Regions from separate parts of the Mus musculus genome. Here all the other regions are linked to region 3. A link is a contact called in public HiChIP or PLAC-seq data. All regions are on one chromosome and are shown on one strand. The core of a region is the stretch at or near the end of the contact, and the rest is flanking DNA. Distances in the headings are between cores, read along the strand shown. Region 1 has its middle 37 kb from the start of Gm26761. Region 2 overlaps LOC105244755 (a long non-coding RNA gene). Region 3 holds the start of C030018K13Rik (RIKEN cDNA C030018K13 gene).

Region 1 (4,446 bases), core at 1,383-3,882, 190 kb before region 3:
TACTGGTTAGACATTACTGACTAAGAAGCACTTAAAACTCTTAAAACTATCAATTATTCTGTTTTGTTCCTCCAGCCCCTGCCTCATATTTTGAACCTCTGTGATGAGATACATCTGTTTAGGATGTCAGGTCTGTTTGGTGAATGGACTCTTCCACCACAGTGAAATTTGTTTGCTTGTTGTTGTTCTGTCTCTAGCAATATTCTTTTCTTTGAAGTTACTTTGACATTGAAGTAGCTTTTTTTTTTAAACTAACACTGGTGTGTACTCTTCTGCCTCAGTTATGAAATGTTGGCATCTTTAGACTTCAAATGTTAACTTGTCAACAGTGTAGGTGAGTTCTATCAAGTTGTCCAAACCACACCTGTCTTTCATTTTAATCTACTTATATTAGATAAAATTATGATGGTTCAACTTAAATCTGCCATTCTAATAGTTATCCCTTGCTTTAAAAACTTCTTAATTCTCATTTTCAGCTGGAATTGACACTATGTGTGTATGTATGTATGTATGTATGTATGTATGTTTGTTTCATCCCAACTGCAACTTCCTTCCCTACTCTCCTCCCATCCCTCTCTCCCTGCCCTCTTCCCTTCCTCCCCACTCCATCCCCCTCCCTTTCTCTTCAGAAAAGGGCAGGTCTCCCATGGATATCAACCAGCCATGGCACATCAAGTCGCAGTAAGACTAGGAACCTCCTCTCCTATTAAGTCTAGAAGAGGCAACCCAATAGGAGGAAAGGGTGCCAAAGGCAGGCAACATAGTCAGAGACAGCTTCTGTTCCCATTGTTAGGAGTCCCAAAAAAAGACCAAGTTACACAATACAACATACTTGCAGAGGGCCCAGGTCTGTCCCATGCAGGCTCCCTTGTTGGCAGCTTGGTGAATTGCCAACCTTTTAACTGGTTGCTCTTTTGAACCTTTTGAACGATGCCTCTTTGTGTCATGCTTTAGGAGTCAGTCTAGGACTTAGGATCCCTGTGTTCAAGTCAAATATGTCTCTGCAAACAATGACAGCCAGGGCTTAACAATTACATGGTATCTAGCACAGCCCACCCAATGGCACATCTCCTGTTGGGCTGACAGAGTGGGTTGTTTGGGAGTGGGATTCTGATGTCACCCAGTCTCATGTGTGTCTTGGAAGGAGCTCTGATATAACTTTGATCAGATTCAAGTCACTGTCCGAGTTATATAGGTCTGAGACAAAAGGTTTCCCCGAGGCAAGTGTTGCAGCTCTAAAGGAAAGGCTTCCTCAGTGCAAGAGAGATCTAACTCAGCCCTGCTTTTCTCTAGATACAGTCTCTCTCTTAGCTGCCTCATTGTGCCCCAGGCTTCTGTGTGCTCCCCTGCCACCATGTGTTCCCTAACTAGACCTTTAGCAATCACCTTCCATGGTTTATAAATTGAGCAATAGAAGTTAAATATTTTATGTTAGTTAAATATAAATTTATAAGTGACAAATGTGTGTATTTGTGTGTGTGTTAAAATACCAGTCTTTTGTTTCTAGATGTTGTTGTATGTCCATAGATGGGTATCATCCCATTGAGAACCACTGGGTGAATCCATCTTTCCTTATTGGATGATTAGAAAAATAGTAAAAGATGGGCAGAGGGGGAAGAAATGGGACTTCTATAGACTTGTAAAGGAACTGGAGAGTTGATAGTTTTGAAGAATGAATCCAGTATATAATCTCAGAGAACATACACCCATGATAGGAAGAAGGGCTGCGGAGGGAATCAGCAGATAGCCAAGGCCTTGAATGAAGATATGGAACCTGGATTTGGCAAAGGACAATTTGTGGGAGTTAGTTCTCTTCTTCTACCAAATGCATCCCAGGAATCAACTTACCATCAGCTACCATAGTTAGCCATACCTGACTTGGACACAGAAGCTTCAAATATCTTTCTTTCTCCAGTAATTAAAATACATCAAGAGGAGCCAGCAAATGAGCAGTGGAATGAGATGCTTTCTGACATATGTTCATATATATTCATATATTTAAAGAAAAACAACACCTTAACTCGAGGAAAGTACCTCACAGTGGGAATTTCAGGTCGTGGATACCCTTGCAACCACACCCACGAAGCAACAGCCTGTTCGATTGGTGTGTTTCAGCCTGGTCTAATTATAGCAATTATGACAAATGGCTTTGATGCTTGAGGCTGAAACGGGAACTAATACTTCCTAATGAGGCCGGGTTACATTTGCATGAAAGCAGAGGTGGTCCACAGAGCTACAAGCTGTCGGAGGGAGCCACAGTGCTAGAGCTTTTGACACCTCAAGCCTTGATCTTAGCAAGAGAACTGAAACTACCCTGTCTTTCATCTCTAGTCTGGTTAGAAGATCAAGCCAATATGTTTTCTGAGAGCTATTGATTTTTTTTCTTTTTTAAAAGTAATTATAGAAACTGTCTTGGAATCATTTAGTTTTATATGTAAGAACTGCAAAGGCACAGGGGTGGGAAGGTTATCCAGCAAACAAAGACCTTGGAATCTGGGGACTATGGAGGAAATACTTACAGACAGAGGCTTCCTAGAAATAAAATTACTAACGAGCAACTCAAACTGTGATCGTCTCCCCAAGGGACTGGTGAGGTGACCCCACCAGAAAGCTCCAACTTTCCACTCCCTACTTTCAATTTCTTCTCACTCCCACACCCTCCTTGTTATCTGAATCGATGGGGGGAAGTTGTAGGTACGACCTGAATCCTTCCTGATTTGAGTCAAATGAGAAAAAAAAAGTACAGAAAGGAGATATGGTCTTGAGAACAAAGGGAAACTGACTAAATGTGAGATCTTCAGGCACGGGGCGGAGTTGGGAGCATGCATTTTTAACCTGGTGATGCTGACAGTTCCTGGAGACAAAAGGTAGCAGAGCTTTGCTCCCAGCCAGGAAATCAATTGGGCATGGTTCCTGTGTCTCCTTGTGAAGCCATCACCTTGGATTTTTACTTGGGTGGCTCCCTGCTGAGAAGCATGTCACACAATTAACTCTTGCAGGGTTTAAAAGTATTTCCAACAATAGAAAAAGCGGTGGTAGTAAAATAGAGTTTTGTTTTGTTTTGTTTTGTTTTGTTTTCTTTCGAGACTATTACATCTATCTATCATCTATTACAAGCTGGCCTTAGATGTAGCAGAGGAGGACCCCGAACTTCTCTTCTCTTGTCTTCACCTTTGGAGTGATTGGGATTACATGACCACCACATCCAACTTATGGTGCTATCTATCAACCAAGAATTCCATGCAAAATGGACAAGCTCTCGACCAGCTAAGCTGGGTCTCCAGCCCTGGAGCTGGAAGATTCTAAGGTGCAAAATTTATGAACAGCGATCTGTTTATCTGAAGCCTGAGAGGATAAAACTTCATTAGCTGGTGGAGGATATGTGTTTATTTAATTTTATATTGTTTCCTCAGGGTTAGATGACATGAGACAGGATACGTTTTAACAAAGGCTTTCCTATCTAAGTCTCTTCTTTCTACTCATTACTTCCAATGTGATTGCAATATGATGTAATTTTTAACCAGTTGAGTTCTAGTCTAAGCATCTTTTTTGCACCTCAGAAAGAGGTTGTCTTTCAGCATTGCGTTAACAATGCAGCACTCGAAGTTAGATGGAGAATACGTCCTTAAGCCGTCTGATGTTGATTGATTTGGGCCCAAGAGAGTATGACTGCTGACATATTTGTTGACAATAATAACATGCCTACGAAAAAGTGATGTCCTTTGACAGTTATTAATAAAAAAGTAAACCTGATACAAACTGGACTTGGGAAGACTGCAGTAAATGTCAGCAAGCATTTTTACAATTAATGACAGGTATATTTTCCATATTAGTGCTACTGGTCAGAAGAGCAGCCATTGTTTAAGCTAGAGAATGAAACCTCAAATACCTACATGGAGTTGGCCTATAACTGACTAATCATTGGTAGAAGTCAGCTAGGTCAGGATGATAATTGAAGATAGAAACATCCAGGGAAGTGGCAGGATTAGATGACCAAGTTTTTCCTTTGGTATTATTTGTTTTGAATCAGGGTCTCACTATGTGTCCTAGGCTGGCCTTGAACTTAGAATTCTCCTGCTTCACATATTAATTGTTTCCAACTTGGAAGACTGTCATATGGAGGCTAGAAGGCACTCTGTGCCTATTTAACGGCTCCTGTGATCTGAATTCCCAGGGGTTTTATTTGGGACTGCTTTGTTGGACTATTTGGAAAGCCTAGATACCAGTGATGATGATGGTTAACATTTACAGAACATTCACTCCAGTGACCTATGTATATCCACCTACAGACTCTTCAAATAGACCTGTGGTATGCCCCCCCCATTTTATAGATGAGAAGACTGAGGCAAACAATTATAAATATATTGATTACTAGCTCATGGTAGAGCCAGGGCTAGCAGTGTGTTCCTCTTCATATGGTGCATACCAGAAAAGATGGGTAGGGAC
Region 2 (4,208 bases), core at 178-2,677, 230 kb before region 3:
GATACCCACTCCTGATCTCCCGAGTGGCTAATAACATATATTCTACCTACAAGGATTAACCACTCCCAATTTCAGTTTGACTCGTTGGACCACATTCAGTGACTGATTTCGCCTTTCCAGATGGACTTTCTGTTGATGAAGTTGCCTCCCTTGCTCCCTCCCTGTCAAAGACCATCACTGTAGGGACTTTGCCCTGTATCCTGGTCAAGCCTCCCTCTTACCTGGAACAGGATACTTGCCTTTTAGTTGTTGACAGTTGGCAGAGATGTCCTAGTTCCTACCTCACTGTTTGAGAAGTTCCCCCTGCCCCCCAGTGTAACAATGGGGAGTGTGAACACCAAGGCCAGGGTTATTTGTTGGGTTGGCCTAGGTCCAGTCCAGAGGTACGAAGTCTAAACTCCTATCTTTGAGGCTGAACTCTGCCGGGTTGATGGAGGGAGGGGTGAAGGGTGAGGTGACAAGGTCCTACGCCCATGGGCAGTCCCTCTTTGTTGGACTATGCTAGCAAATTATAGGTTGGCAGACACTGTTTGAGACATGTGCTGACATGTTAAAAAGAAAGGGCTACTTTGGTTTTCCAGTTTTCACGCCCCCCACCCCCACCCCTTCATGTTTATCTTCCGTGTGCGTTTGGTCATCCCTGTCAGCACGTGTGTGGTTTCTCTAATCGCTCTCTCTTAGGAGCTGGGAAATAGCACAGGAGTCAGAAAATCAGAGGAGTTCCCATTTACTGCTGTGCTGTTCTCTTGCTAATGTAGAATCTCTGTCTCCTTCTCCCTCCCCCCTTCTTTACACACACACACACACACACACACACACACACACACACACACACACACATTTTAGAATGTAGAACAAAATAATAAATGACGGCTCTCTCGTTTCTGGAATCCTTGTAGGAACCATCTGTTGCTAAGGAAGAGTCACAACCTTTGCAATCTGTTGAGCCAAGTTCGAATCCCAGCACTGCCTCCTACTAAAGTGGATGCTATGGTTAGTGGGGAGTTCAGAGACAGAATGTGTATAGAAGACCACTAGTCCTGATCATGTAGTTTAGTGTGCCATACAGACATTTTAAAAGGCAAAGTTAAGTGGAATTGGTAAGTATCTGTGCCCCATGCACAAGCAAGCTATCTATTATCCCCAGAGAGCCTGTCATTTGTTATTGTTGTTGTTGTTTTACAAAGAAGGTCTCCATAGATGACACCTCATTTGCTCTCAGACTTCTCCTTCTCGTATTTTGATCTTGAGATTTCAGATGTCTTCCTGTATCCTCAAAGGACTATGGTTCAGTGGATGCTGAGAGTCGCATCCACTCGTTCCTGCAGATATTTGGAAACAAGGGGCTTATTGGCCATCTCTCCCACAAGAAGGAGAAAGAGGAAGTCAAGAGATTTGGGAGTTGGAAGGGCATGAGTGCTCTCTGTATCTGCTTGGCAGAGTGGAAGCACTGAAGCACAGAGCACACAATGGCTGCCTTTGTCTGCAGGGAGGTTGGGAATGCCTTTGGTTTCCGAGTTTCATCAAGCAGAAAGCAAGAGACCCTGAGTTCCCCGAAGTCTGGCAACATGGAGCACCATGATATTTAAAAAAAAAAAAAGTTTAAGTTCATTGACATGAAACTTTAGGAGGAAAATGTATTGTTGCATAAATGTATGCTATTTTTAAGCCAACAAACCAAAGCATTATAACTGTGAGGGGGGAAAACCTCAATGTGTAAAACAAGTTAATACCATTAACCTGGCAAACATCTTTTTTCCTTTTTCTTTTCTTTTCTTTTCTTTTCTTTTCTTTTCCTGTCTTGTCTTCTTTCTTTCTTTCTTTCTTTCTTTCTTTCTTTCTTTCTTTCTTTCTTTCTTTCTTTCTTTCTTTTTTTTTTTTTTTTGAGACAGGGTTTCACTGTATAGCCCTGGCTGTCCTGGAACTCAAACTCAGAAATCTACCTGCCTCTGCCTCCCAAGTGGTGAGACTAAAGGGGTGCGCCACCACCGCCCAACCCTGGCAAAGTCATCTTAATCACTGAATATGTACTGAAAATATGGATTTCTCCCACCTCCACATTTTCACCACAGGAGGAAAGATTTTCTCTCCTCTAGTCCATAAAATAACCAGGCAAGCTTGGTATCCCTCACTGTCGCACAGGTGACCTGCCTCGGTTGGAATACCTTTTAATGCACCCTTAACCTTTCCATGCAGGTTTCTTGTCATGCAGGGTCACTGTAGGAAGGGGTGAGCAAGCAGAGGTGAGACACAAGGTTCGGCAATATGGAAGAATTCTTCCTCTTTTCCCTCACCAGCAGGCTGCCCTCATAAATTTCATGGAAAGGCCAAGGAGGAACTACTTAACATCTTCTGGCTGACAAGAGCTCACGGTGATGAGAATGCTTTTTCTGTGATCCACTACGTCCTACAAACGTGAGATTCAGAGCTAGCAAGAGGGCTGACAACCTGAGTTCAAGCCCTGGGACTCACATGGTGGAAAGAGAGAGCGAACTTCTGGTACCTATCTTCTGAGATCCCCCGTGCATGCTGAGACACAGCCCTCTCCCCTTTCCCCAGATAATAATTGAGATATTAAAAATTTAAAAAAGCAACATTCTCAGGCCTGCTAGCTTTCCTCTATACCTGCTTCTCTTTTAGCAGCTGGTATGCTTAGCCTTTTCCTGAATATCTGAGAAGTGGGGTGAATTAAGACATAATTGACTATGTCTGGGCATTTTGTTTGTTCTGTTTTTTTGTTTGTTTTATTTTATTTTATTTTATTTTATTTTATTTTATTTTATTTTGTTTTATTGAGACAAGATCTCACCACTCGGCTCAGGTTGACCTGGAATTCACAGTCCAGCTGGGAGTACTGACTGGAATGACACCAGCGGCTCGCCCTTGTTCCAAAATGTACTGATCGAGTAAACAGAGCAACAGTGGATTCCGAGTCCAGTGACAGTTGGTTAATGTTGCCCGGTGTAGGGTCAAAGCCATTCAAACCATTGGATAGAAGAACTCTTCTCACTCTCTAGAGTAACCCCACACAGTAACCCCCCAAAATAATAGCCAGTATTTTTGATTAGATGAAGATAATTGGTGTCTGAACCATTGTCGCACCAAGTTCAATAACTCAGTGTGAAAAGAGAGGGCCACACGCCCAAGGCTCTCACACCAGTCATGCTGTTACAAACGATGCTGTCACTGGAGAGGATGCTTTGCACAATCCGAAAGTGTGTGTAATCGTAGGAGAGGAGCGTGTCAGTAGCACGGGTTCACACTACAGCTATCGTTACTTCTTATCAAGACTCCAAGAGCTGAATCATCCGCACAGGTCCTAAGCTATACCAACCGTGCCAGGGAACGAAAGTCAGGGAGAAATCCCTTCATTTTGTATCACTTTTTACCGAAGGCTTCTGGAGCAAATAAGAAAGTAGGGAGAGTGGTGTGGCTTGTGGGAGGCAGACTGGCAGCGTGGGTTGGCGGCACACCGTGGAAGCTAAAGGAAGGTGGGCTACCAAAGCTGTCCGAGAAGTGCTTGTTAGACATTGAGTCCACTTGTGGCAGGAATGTTTGTTTTATTTCTTTTAAAATTTTAGCAATGAATTCTAAGTCCTTTTCACAGAATTCTGTAAATCTAAGGAGAACCTTAGATTTTATATGCCAATTTTGTCAGAGTCTGCCCCGCCCCCATTAAATAGGTGGAACTCAGAGATGCTCACTAAGTCTTCTGATGTCACTCAGCAAGTTAGGCACAGCAAGTTAGCCAAGCAAAACTGTGGCTTTGAATCCTTTCTTTTTTTTCATTCCTCTGAAAGTATTTGATAAAGGAATGAGTGTCTGTCTGTGTGTCCCACTGTGTGTGTGTGTGTTTGTATATATGCATGTATGCATCTGTGTGCATGTGTGCCTCTGCTTTATTCCCTTGAGACAGGGTCTCTCACAGGACTGGAAGCTGTGATTTAGCCTAAGCCAGCAAGTCACACCCATCCCCCTTTCCCTTCCTCCCCAGCCCTGGGTTACAGGCTTGTGTGGCCACACCTGGCTATTAACCAGGGTGCTGAGTTTTGCAGCTCAGCTTCTCTTGTTTGAGCCGGAGTGTTCTTACCCACAGAGTCATCACCCTGACCTCCTTACACTTTTTGTTTGTAGCATTTCTGCAGAACTGGGGGTGGGTTGGGAGTGGGAGAAAGATGATCGTGTGCTTTATAGCCGGGCATGGGGTT
Region 3 (4,393 bases), core at 596-3,095:
AATGGGTGCTGTAAGAGTGCCTAGGAGAGAGGTCCCTCTGCTGGGCAGAGCTGAACGGGAAGTGGGGGTGGGGGGGTTGTTTTGTTTAGTTTTAGTTTTCTCCTAGCTACCTTCTATCTTCTCTGTCAGAGATAAGGGGGCAGACCCTGAAAGGTAGGAGGGTTGAAAAGGGACCTGCATTACTACATCTCATAATTAAACCATCCAAAGGGAGGGATGAAAGCAACTGCTTAGAGAGATGAGAACATGGGACCCAGGCCTGCAACAAAAGTCAAGCGCTTGTCAGACTTGCCCAGTCCAGGGCTCTCAGTGAGTCAGAAACTCCGAGTCGGCTGAGGGGCTTGTACATTCTATGTCCGTTCATAAGATGATCCTCACGCATCTCAAGTTGGAGAGCCGTGGAGGGCATTCAGCACGTCTTGGAAGAGAAATAAGACAAGAAATCCTTGCCTTACAGTGCTCAGGTAGACACGCCCAGCACCATTCAAAGAGCTACTGGAGCGGGACAGAGAGCATCCCTAAAGAATAACACCCACCCATCTCCCCTTTCACCGCTCGTGTTCAGTGCAGAGCTTCCGGTTACGGTGACTTCGTATTTTATTTCCTGTATTTAGCAGCTTTTCAGCAGAGAATAAAGATGCACTTGAGATCTTTACCCCAAGTTTTTATTTATTTATTTTTTAAGTTAAAAGATGATTGGATGAGCTATGTTTGAAGTTCTATAACGGAGCTACCCGAAGAGATAGGCATGGGTAATACAGAGAATAAAAACAGTAACGGCATTGTCTAAGCGTTTATTTCCGAGAGTAGCTTGTGTGTAGTTAGCCTCTGCTTGCCCTTGATGGATGGGTCCATCATGCCAACTCTACAACTCTGAAACCCAGAGTACTCTGCCTAAAGAAAACCATGCCTTGATTCTCAGTGAGCTTTTATCACTTATTAATGTGATAGTCTCCCAACCAGGCGGCTCAGAGGTGTCAAAAAAAGCTCAGCCACTTGTTTTGTATATTTTGAACCTTCAGAAAAACATGTTTATTTCCTAAAATCTATTTCAAGCTGACGAGATAGATTGGCTCTGCAGGTAAAGGTGCTAACCACCAACTCTGATAACCTGAATTCATTTCCCAGGCCCCACGTATAGTAGAAACAGGAGAAATGATTCACATGAGTTGTCCTCTGATGGTCACATGTATACTGTGATGCACATGTCCAAAAGTATGCTCACACACACACACACACACACACACCAATCACACAAATAAATAAATAAATAAATAAATAAATAAATAAATAAATAAATGTAGAAACATTAAAAATGCACTTAAATGCCAAGATAGTTATAGAAACTAACATTCTAAATGTACACATGTAATGAGTTAACTTTCCACAAGAGTGGGGAACAAATGGCACAATTATTCACACACTATCAGGAGTTTAAAGGCATTAATTTTAACATATCAGTAATCATTGAATTTGGCCATAGTGGTGCATGAGATTTCTAAATCTGGCAATGTGTGGCTTTGACCTATTTCTGTCATAGCCCTCCTTGAGGGTGAATAAAAATAAGTGGGCCAGAAGCCTGTATTCATAGACAACTCAAGCCAAATGGCCAACACTCACCTTCACGGGACCTGATGGTAGTGAGTTCTCTGCATTCGGTTGAATCTTAGGACACCAGCCAGAAGTGTGACCTTACGTAGGTCACCTCTGCTCTGTTCCATGTGTCTTCTAGTCTAGAAAAAAATAGAGGAGGAGGATGGTGAATTTCTGTTAATTCGTGTGTTCCAGTATCCTGTATGCATTTCTACAAGACCTCCCGTCTTGCACCCCAAAGATATGTTGCTAGAATTTCCTTGGTGCCAGTCAACTACGTAAAAGCTTTTCTCTCCCTTTCTTGCACTTCAATTCAGTCTCTTGTGATAGGTTCTTTTCTTTGCCACCAGGCCAGCTCTTTAAAACCCATTTCACGAGCTGTCCCAATAATTAACAACTAATTAACAAGAAGGCCTGGCTGCTAGGGCTTGGTGCTTTCAAAAAGAAATGAGCAGGAAGGTTGCTTCGCTTTCTCTATTCACAGGGTCCCTACCATTGTCACTGGGATCGGCTGGAGATGGCGGCTCCTGAATGGTGTGAACAATCTCATTAAAAATCTCTGCTGGAACAATCAATTCACTGTCACTGGACCATATCGATCCTCAAGAGCTGTCATTGAGTTACAGGGTGTCAAAAAAAAAAAAAAAAAAAAAAGAGACGAAATTGACAGCCGGAAGTGTACTTTGTTTATTCTGGGAAAGAAACTGTCTTAGTTACTTTTCTATTACTGTGATAAAGCACCGTGAAAGCATCCCCTGGAAAGGGGGATTATTTCATTTTATAGCTTATAAATCCATCATGGAGGGAAGTCGGGGCAAGAGCACAGGTCAGGAACCTGGAGGCAGGAACTGGAGCAGAAGCCATGGAGAAATGTTGCTTTCTGGCTCGCTCCCTATGGCTTGCTAAGCCTGCTTTCTTAGAGCACCCAGGACCACCAGCCCGTGTCTGGCACTACCCACAGTGAACTGGGCTCTCCCACCTGGCAATCCCCCACAGGCTTCTCCACAGGCCAATCTGGTGGGAGCACTTTCTCAGTTGAGGCTCCCTCTTTCAAAATAACTCTACCTTGTGTTGGAGTTGGCCTAAAAAACTAGCCAGCACAGAGACCATTATCAGGTGTTTCTCCATGTCGCTCCTGCAGAAATCCTAACAGGAGTTTCCTGATGAGGGTTTAGCAGGATGCTCTCTGCAGAGACACATGACCAGCCTGCAAAGAGACTGCTCATTATTCTGCTGTCTTCTGGGATGCCTCTGAAAGTCCACCTTGGCACCGCTTTTGACATTCTTGATATTTTAAGCTTTATATTATGTGGCCTTGATCTCCTAGCCCAAGGACCAGCACATGAGTCAGTGGAACGGTCTAGTCATTGATCCAGAAGGGTAGTTTGGATGAGGTAATATGGTTAGCAATGGGAGCAGAAAGATGGGCACAAATCTTCACACTGATGAGCCACAAATCTGTGGCTGCACAGCTGATTACCTGCGCTAGACTATACCAAGAACAGCAAGCCAGGCCTCCACTGAAGCCCATCAAGGCTCTCCACTGTGAGTGGAAGTGCTTCCCACCATCCTCTCCATGATAGCTGCTATGCCTGACCATCAGGAGAGCCCACTGTTCCCTTTCTCTTTAAAGGGTGAAGCACTGTGAGTTACCACTTTATTCTGATGTGACATGATGGCTAACATTGACTGTCAACTTGACAGGATTCAGAGTCACTTAGAAAATAAGCCCCTGAGCGTGCCTGTGAGGATTATCTAGATTAGGTCAGCCTCTGGGCACATCTGTGAGGGATTGTGAAGGTGAATTGCCATGGGAAGACTCAGACACTGTCCAGGGCACTATTCCTTGAGCGGGGATCACCAGAGGACCTAAGAGCCGGTCTGCGCATGAGCACACGGATGGGAACACTGGCCTTTCCTTTCTCCGCCAGTGCTGTGGGAGTTTTCACTAGAGGAAAACAGAAGCTAAAGCTGCCACTTCATTGGAACCACCATTTCACTGGGGCCTTAACAAGGTAAGGACCAAAGTGAGACAGAGGCTTAACCTCTGGGACTGGGGCTCCTGACAGCATTGGGGTTTGTATTTATATTAGTCAAAAGCCAAGGATCAAGTGCCACCACTTCCCACATTGGGTTCTTGTGACACTTGTGTGTCTGTGGTCCTTGAACAAGGATGCTTTCTGAGACACTGTGACAAAGGTAGGGTTGTCACATAATCTAAGTGTTATATTATGAATATAACACTTAGTCACATAACACTAAGTGTTATATTATGAATATCATCTAGCAAACAATGTCTGTCCTTACCACAGATCGTGACACAGCAGTAGTAAGAGCAAGGTAGACCTGCCCTGTCCACCCTGATGGGGAGGGACTGATATACAGAATGCCACTTTAAGAAAAAAAAAACAACTATTACTTTCAAGTTGTTCCCAATAAAAGCAAAAACTACAGTGTGCTTTTATGCATCTGGAAGGATCTACATTATACTTTTAACAGCCAGTGAACCTTCAGGAAAATGTGGGATTGTAGACCGAGTTATAAGGCAAGGTAATTCTTTTAATTATATGGAACATTATTGGCTATACCAAGAACTCATTTTGTGTTTCTTAGTTAATTCAAAAAATTTGCAATGTTAAATAGAATTTATTTATGTGCCAATCTCTGGCAAAGTGGACATATGTACAAAACACACACACAGGACTATGTATACCTTACTCAGGAGGCAGAGGCAAGTGGATCTCTGTGAATTTAGTCTACATAAGCTCCAGGCTTGCCCGACAGAATAATAAGACTCTGT

The links. HiChIP or PLAC-seq counts read pairs in DNA pulled down with a chosen protein or histone mark.
Region 1: a contact with region 3 is called in a BATF HiChIP or PLAC-seq map of CD8 T cells, with 10 read pairs. The contact joins the enhancer-like site here to the promoter of C030018K13Rik in region 3. A contact is called at or near these places in 4 of 484 Hi-C or Micro-C datasets (the 3T3-L1 cell line, CD4 T cells and CD8 T cells) and 6 of 115 datasets of contacts at active chromatin or transcription factors (CD8 T cells, the SCID.adh cell line, bone marrow-derived macrophages and 3 more).
Region 2: an H3K4me3 HiChIP or PLAC-seq map of stem cell-derived neural progenitor cells shows a contact between it and region 3, with 13 read pairs. The contact joins the enhancer-like site here to the promoter of C030018K13Rik in region 3. A contact is called at or near these places in 1 of 484 Hi-C or Micro-C datasets (bone marrow-derived macrophages), 3 of 115 datasets of contacts at active chromatin or transcription factors (memory CD8 T cells, regulatory T cells and stem cell-derived neural progenitor cells) and 1 of 9 other capture datasets (embryonic stem cells).

What each region holds. Positions count from the first base shown.
Region 1 is chr5:64,660,422-64,664,867 of GRCm38.p6, reverse strand. No RefSeq gene overlaps it. Among named protein-coding and RNA genes, the nearest start is that of Gm26761, 37 kb to the left of the region's middle. Within about 2 kb of position 2,632, at least 49 of the 459 cell types and tissues checked have an H3K27ac peak or open chromatin away from gene starts, as enhancers often do. A contact at or near this core is called in CD8 T cells, bone marrow-derived macrophages, effector CD8 T cells and 1 more, where this site is marked.
Region 2 is chr5:64,706,595-64,710,802 of GRCm38.p6, reverse strand. LOC105244755 (a long non-coding RNA gene) reads left to right here. Exons shown (of 4, transcript XR_868443.3): 4 at 2,298-2,594. Among named protein-coding and RNA genes, the nearest start is that of Gm26761, 9.3 kb to the right of the region's middle. Within about 2 kb of position 1,427, at least 35 of the 459 cell types and tissues checked have an H3K27ac peak or open chromatin away from gene starts, as enhancers often do. A contact at or near this core is called in stem cell-derived neural progenitor cells, where this site is marked.
Region 3 is chr5:64,474,460-64,478,852 of GRCm38.p6, reverse strand. It overlaps C030018K13Rik (RIKEN cDNA C030018K13 gene), which reads right to left and starts at 1,845. Exons shown (of 2, transcript NR_045413.1): 1 at 1,621-1,845.